2 separate regions of the Hordeum vulgare genome follow, and region 2 is linked to region 1. Evidence: chromatin contacts called from public Hi-C data. All regions are on one chromosome and are shown on one strand. The core of a region is the stretch at or near the end of the contact, and the rest is flanking DNA. Distances in the headings are between cores, read along the strand shown.

Region 1 (3,808 bases), core at 604-3,103:
TATTGAGAAGGTGAGAAAAAGAGGATCAGATGGTATTCTCAATTATTCAACATTGTGAATTACAGTATCTCTTGATATCACTTAGATTGATGCGGTACGTACTGGTCCAAGGTACTTGACGCACTGCCCCTGAAGTTTAGTCCTAGGGCAATTCTCAAGATTTATTTCTTTGCCCTCCCCAATGTCTAACCTGTTGACCATGTTAAACAGTTAGCATATTATATTGTTCTAGTACTAGGTTCCCAAATTTGCGCGAATTTAAAGCCTAGACAGTAGGTACTGTATATTAAGCTCAGCTTACTTACCAATAGAAAAAGGGCTCCGTACTCTCACTCCTGGACCAGACATCATAATAGATATGCAAATTGTGCCCATATCGATGCCTTGGGTCAATCTGTCCGAAGGCATAAAATGGCAACATTAGTAGTAATAAACAATCTGCAACAATCTCAGTGGACAGTAGGACACTACCTACTGATCTTAGTTTAGTGCTAGAGTTTAAGTAGCATGTGACTTACAGCTTCGAGCCAGTGCTGCAATGCCAGCTTCTGAGCCTTCCCATTCTTAGATAACCCCTTGCCAACCTAAACCAACGAAAAAGATCGCGTCATTCAACTGCAAGTTTGATCAAAATACAAGGCACCAGGTAGACGGTTTGATGAATCAATGAATGTTAGTCACCTTAGCGGCTCTTGTCCTTGCCCTCGCCCACCGCGACGCCGCCGTTTCGGGCTTTCCGCCGTTGAAGAACGATATCGAGCTGTGCTTCAGTGATGCAAAGTCCAGTGCTTTCCACCTGCGATAAGAATCAAAACTTCTATAACTTTCTGAATGTTAACTAGCTGTCCCAGTGCTCAAGGTCAAGGACCGAAGAAACTGATACATACCATAGCTCCTCTACGACGACTGCGCAGTCGGCGAGGTTTCGCCTGGTCCGGTAACTCTTGTAAACCTTTTGAAGTTTGACGGCTGCAGCATCAAGCTCACATTTGGGGCTGGACGATACATTGGGGCTCGATGCGTCAGAGTTGCGTCGGTCTTGGATGCCATTTATCAGGCTCTGTTTGCTCTTATTCTGAACTGAACCTGTGGATTTCTCTCCTCCTTGCCACTGTTTGAAGCTCACAGAGCGCACCAGTGTGGCCTTGGAGAAGAGATGTTTCTTGTTCCGTTCATCCCGAGGAGAGGGGATTTTGTTCACCATGTCGGTTTTGTGTGTCCTCGGACTGGAGATCTCCGTGCCAACAACTTCAGACCGCGCGCGACGGTACAATCCAATAAACTGAACCTTCTCCTCAAAAATTGGGAGAATCTGAATTAGTTTCATGTGAAACGGTGATTTTGAGCAACTTGGAAGAGAACTGAAAAGAACAAATCTGCTCTTGTGACATGGTCAACGGTCAGACAAGAATAAAGCACTAACAACAACCAGCTACCAGCCGGCTGAAATGACCCCAGACTTTCAGGATCTCCACAGCAACAACAAGATGAGTTCATAAGTGCATTCGTGACCTAAACGAACTGAGACCAATACTTGAGCTCTTGAATCCATCTTTAGAACAAAACCAACTAGACTTCAAGTGGCAAAACACCTATAGAACTCACAGTCAAAATAAATAATCCTGCCACGGAACCTCATGTTGGACCGATTCCAGTCCCCAGCAAGAACACGAACCAAGAAGAGGACCGGGTCAACTTCTAAGCAATCAAAGCAAGAACTCCATGATCCTCACCTGTGGTCTCGGCGCAGCAACCCAAGAACTGGAGTCTTCCCCGGAGGCGACAGGAATCGCGGAAGGCGTCGAGGGGTGGGAGAGAAATCTTATATGTGGTAATCCGTCGAATGTCGATGTGCACCGTACCTCAGGGGAGCTTACGCTCCCTCTTATATATATGTACCGAAACCTTGGACTGGCCCCAGAGACGTCAGTTTTGTATTCGAGGGTTCATGGCTGGGCAATTTTGTTGCCCAAGCAAGCTAAGACTTCGGTCACTGCTGAAGTATGCACAAGAGGCTGCTGGCTTTCAACTCGCTGGACGTTCTTTCAGTTTACACCCTGCCATACGTCTCTTCTCCAGACAGGTCCTGAGCGGTCATCCTTTTTATTGGGTTGGTCTTGGTCGTCTGTGTGTGGTTGGGGGGAGGGGGGCGTTATGTCTTCCTTCCTGAAGGCCCTACGTTGTCCAAACTATGTTTCTTATGAGCAGTGCTATAGTACTAGGTAAGATAGCTTTCCTTCGGATTTTTGAAGGATGGATCAAATCATCGATTCGGTCGCATCATTTTGTAAATCAGCACCATTCATAGTACGCATCGTACAAATTTCGTACGTGCACTGTCATGTGCAGAGTAGTTTCGTTTTTTTTCATTTGTGTTTCTAAAGGTAAATTCTTATTTGTATATTTTACATGTAGTTTTGTAGGATATTTTAACAAAATGTGAAACTTATACCTTGACAAAAATGACACATTCTATGGCACGATCATCCTTCAAGCATTCATAGGTCTTCTTAGCCCTACGGAACCTTGACAACTTAGCTTGTAACCCATGTCATGAGAAGATTGTATGTATATGAAAATAGGGATGCCTGTTTATAAATGTGTTAGGCTTTCTTATGGAAAAGGCCCATGTATTAACCGCTGGATATAAATTAGGATCCTTATGCTTACTTATGCTTACATGTCCAACGAAAAAGGGATATATTAAACATTAAGATGGCTTCGGTCCAGTTTGTGAATAATGAATTTCTAAAAGGGTTGGACGCACTTTGCTGCGATGTTGATGTTTTTTGGATTCCTATAATTTTTGTACTCAATCTATTTTAAAATGTAAGGTGTATTGATTTTTTGAAAAGTCGAACCTCTTTAAATTTGCTTACATTTTTGTTGAAATATCTCAGTATCCATAATATCAAATTGGATTCTTAGATTCATCATGAAATGAATTTTCATATTTTATTATTGGCTAACTTCCAGTCGACCGGAAGTTAGGGACAAATCCGCACAACTCGTTCCTACATGATTGCTCTCATCCCATGCTCGCTTGCACTGATTTTTTTCCTTCTCTCAAAAACCGTAGTGAATCGCTAGTGGATTTTTCTGGTTTTTCGCTGCATAACATGCAATAATTATTGAACCTAATAACCAACTAAGCCACCTTTTGATATCTATTGTAGATAAGCAATGTTATTTGAACCTTTTTTTTATTTCTTTCATATCAGAAAAAATAATAAAGATTGGCTTGATAACTTTGGCATGACGAACGTGATAAATATAGTATGAGTAACATAATAACTATACCATGATAAGATTGATAACTACAGTACGAGAAGGTTAAAGCATGTGGCAGTATGATAATTTAACACAAAAAATACCGGTTACATGTTTCAAAACCTTTTTCCCCTTGGATGAAAGATACCATGGTGTTTAAACGTAAGATATTAGGTCTGTGATGCATAAAATTGTCATAAATTTACATGAAAGTTATCGGAGGAGTTATATTTCAATGTTTTTTTTCCTTGAAATCAAAGTTAACATGGTGGTTGAACATAAGTTATGAGGTCCTCGGTGCATAAATGACCATACTATTTATATAGAAATTACCAGGGCATGTTTCAGTAACATTTTTCTCATGGGTAAAAAAGTTATCAATGTGTTTTATGTAAGTTATCGGATGTCTGGTGCGTAAATTATCATGCTATTTGCACTAGGTTATCAGGGGATATTTTAATAACTTTTTGCCCAAGATGAAAAGTTATGAGTGTGTTTGTATGTAAATTGTGAGGTTAGTTGTACGTAAGTTATCATC
Region 2 (3,383 bases), core at 448-2,947, 390 kb after region 1:
TCTGGATTTAATTCAGTTTAACATAATCAGGTGGTCGATTCACAGCTCGTGTTATAAGGATGGCAGCTGACCCCAGATTAGCGCTCCCTTCATAGTGAGTATTATCTATATTTCTGTATTTTCTTACGAACTGATACTTCTGAAGTTCTAAATCTTCACATTTCCTTTTGTGAATGAATATCCTGATATTTCTGACTTTCCGATTTCTGAGCATGAGGTTTGTAAGTTGTCATCCTTTTCTGTTGCATGTGCTCCTAGAATTCACCAGTTTAGTATAGTTACTTTATCCCTAAATCAAGGCCACCAGAATACTGAATCACTGTGAAAAATGAAAGTCCACATTAACGGATTAACCTATTGTAAAAACAGACGCTACAAAGTGCAAACGGTAGTAGTTGTGGTCATTTGAACTATTTCATTTTCCTTGTAGCCATCACACAGTCATGCCACATAATTGTACCAATCCATACTGAATTCCTCACCTGCGCGATGCACCCACCAAGGGCAAACCCCTCGAAGAACTGGTGAAATGAGAGCGCTGCCACCAATGGCCTGATTGCGCAGGGGCTCCGAGACACCCCAAGCGACAGCCCAATGATCACGGAGTGCGACACAATCCCCATTTCCAGTATCTACAGGAATCAAAATCAATATATACTTTTTTGAGGGGAACTATATCAAACAATTGATTGAAACCAACGAAGAGATTACACCACCTGTGATACCACGACGGAGCGCACGTGCTCTGACACCTCCCCCTCGCGTCCTTGTGGTTGCACCAGCTCGTGACCATGCGATTGCGCGTGGGAATGGGAGTGCGCTTGCAAGAGCGGGGCCTTGTGCTCACTCTGGACGACGGTGACCACAGTGATGTCTTCGTCGCTGGCGGAGGTGGACGCGGCGGCGAGTGCGGCAGCGGCGTCAGCCTTGACCCGAGCTACCTCGGCGCGGTGCTTGGTCTCGTAGAACCTGGTTACCAGGACGTCGAGCACCAGCGTGGCGAGAGCAGCGAGCATGGCGACGAAGCCGGGGAACGGGAACCGGCGCCAGGGCGCAGCCGGGAGGCAGGGGTTGGAGAGCGCGTGCTCGGCGTCGTGCAGCATGTGGACGAACCCTGTGGCCAGGATCACGCCGGCCGCGAAAGCCTTGGCGGCCACGAAGACGGCGCTGCCGGTCTCCACCGTCCGCCGCTTCCGCCCGGCAAGCGGTAGGCCCACGCCCATCACCCCGGACACCAGTATCGCCGCCATGGCAATCCACTTGAGCCGCAGCGCCGCCGCGTCGTCCCGGCACCCCGCCCCCTCGGCCTTCTCCACCTCGTCCGCGCAGCTTGCCGCGGACAGGGACGCCGCAATAAACCCTAACCCACCATTGACATCGATCGGATCAACCACAAAAGTGCTTGAAAGAAACCTCGAAGAGCAAACTGAATTACCGTTGCTTTTACTCAAGAGCTGGCCCGCGTGCCGGCGGAAGCCTGCTACACCGATCATCATGCCCTGAGAATCCCGAGCGGTGCTAAATTCCTCGAGGACAGAAACCTCGGAAAAAGATCGATCCCTTAACCTCTTGGCCTGGCCTTTCTTTCTTCTGATGCGGTGGATGCCTTGCTATCTTCGCACGTAAAAGAGCGCGCAGGGTACGAGTGAGAGAGAAAGAGGGGGAGGGTGTGTCGTCATGGTGGCACTGCACCGAACAGCCGGGGTACTAGAGCGGACGTGATCCGTCAACGCAAACGATCCAGAATGCGGACGGTGGCGATTTCACCTGGGCTAGAAGGTCGCGTTTCGCTGGGCTGCGGACCAGGAGGCTCTGCCGGTGGGGTCCGGGCCCACGGTGGGGGAAAAGCGCGAGGGCGAAGTGAGTACGTGGACTGGATGCACGAATCCCTGCTGTGCTAGACGTCGATTCGTGTTTTGGACGGCTGAGATCCTGCTCCGCGAGCGTGGAGTTAGTATACCACGTTCTCCTTCTGTTCGGCAGTTATAATACTTCGGCAGGGATAGGCAGCTGCTTGGCACACGCGATCGTGATCAAGTCGAGAGACTTGAATACGGGACATACTCCCAGTTTGGGCCCCTTTGTCAGTCTGAATGATTAGCATGACGGAGGTTGGAGCTGGTCGTGGGTTGGTGCATTGCGACAGAGTCGTGGGGCAGTGGGAAACGATGTCGACATAGTGAGGTTAGGCGGTTCCAGGATCCATCCATGTCAGCGTTCGTGTATGGGCTGGGCTCATCGGCCTTCATAACAATGGCTGTTTGGTTGCCGGGTCCTAGCATACGAGTTATTTTGCCGATACAAAGGCCAGACCGGACGTACGCTCGTCGCGTGCACAGGCGATCCACCGACTGGCCTATTCCTCCTCGAGGAAATCACTAATTAAAGCAAAAGGTGAACCATATATAATAGAAAAATAAGACACACTTCTAATCTATTAAGTATTGTACATGTTAATTATAAAATAAATTATAGATGACATAACAATGTCCACCACGTGTCTATGCTATTAATCATGCTATGAGGGAGTATTTCTTTTAAAGATCACTCCCATTTTTTCAAGTTGTGATAAATGACACACTGCATGTGTGTTACTTGTGGTAACCTGAAACTTTTTTTTCCTATTTTTATAGATTTGTATTTTTAAAATATTTTATCTCCTAAACAGTACATTCAAATCTTAAACCGTTTTTACCGTTGGATTTCTCGCGTCGAGATCTTTAAAAATTAGATCCCATGTTGATAGGTTTTCATAAACTTTTTTTAAAAAAAAGACCAAAAAACCATGACTCTCGCGATAAGATAAAAAACTAGAAAACACGTTTTTTGCGTTTTTTTTCTTTCCAGGAGGCACGGCCGTGCCTCCCACGAAGGCAAAACCGTGCCTCTCACAGAAAAAAATCGTGTCTCTCATGAAAAAAAACGTTACTTTTTCCTCTCCGAGAGACACGGGCGTGCCTCTCCCGATGGCAAACCTGTGCCTCTCACGAAAAAACATGTTATTTTTTCTCTTTTTCGAAAGGAACGACCGTTCCTCTTGTCGAAGCAAAATCGTATCTCTCGCAAAGATAAAATCGTGCCTTTCACAGAAACAAAATAGTGACTCTCGCAAAAAAAAAAGACAGGTTTTTTGCGAAAACATGTATTAAATATTTCGTCAGAAAACTAACACCAAAATTTCAAAAAAAAAACAATCTAAAAAACCAAAAACGCGTGCGAAAAATAAAAAAATAAAATTCAAAGGAAACCCTTAGAATGCGACACATGGCGATACTTGAGAACGCACCAAGTACCAACACGTAAAGTGCTCGTTGCAAGGCTCCCGAAAGGACGCTTGCTAACTAGGGACTCCCCTATTTGACGCCCGTCATGTCAAAGTGTCG

The links. A called contact is a pair of places that touch in the nucleus more often than the background predicts.
Region 2: a contact with region 1 is called in a Hi-C map of leaf, with 8 times the contacts expected there. The contact joins the promoter of LOC123427565 here to the promoter of LOC123427556 in region 1. A contact is called at or near these places in 3 of 6 Hi-C or Micro-C datasets (leaf and seedling) and 1 of 1 datasets of contacts at active chromatin or transcription factors (embryo).

Annotation. Positions count from the first base shown.
Region 1 is chr1H:151,401,045-151,404,852 of MorexV3_pseudomolecules_assembly, forward strand. It overlaps LOC123427556 (IQ domain-containing protein IQM1-like), which reads right to left and starts at 1,854. Exons shown (of 10, transcript XM_045111638.1): 1 at 1,734-1,854; 2 at 888-1,288; 3 at 682-796; 4 at 519-584; 5 at 306-394; 6 at 103-190. The coding sequence starts at 1,204. All of the region lies in intron 17 of LOC123427522 (diacylglycerol O-acyltransferase 1-1-like), which reads left to right.
Region 2 is chr1H:151,789,629-151,793,011 of MorexV3_pseudomolecules_assembly, forward strand. It overlaps LOC123427565 (zinc transporter 7-like), which reads right to left and starts at 1,698. Exons shown (of 4, transcript XM_045111649.1): 1 at 1,436-1,698; 2 at 717-1,360; 3 at 483-632. The coding sequence starts at 1,496.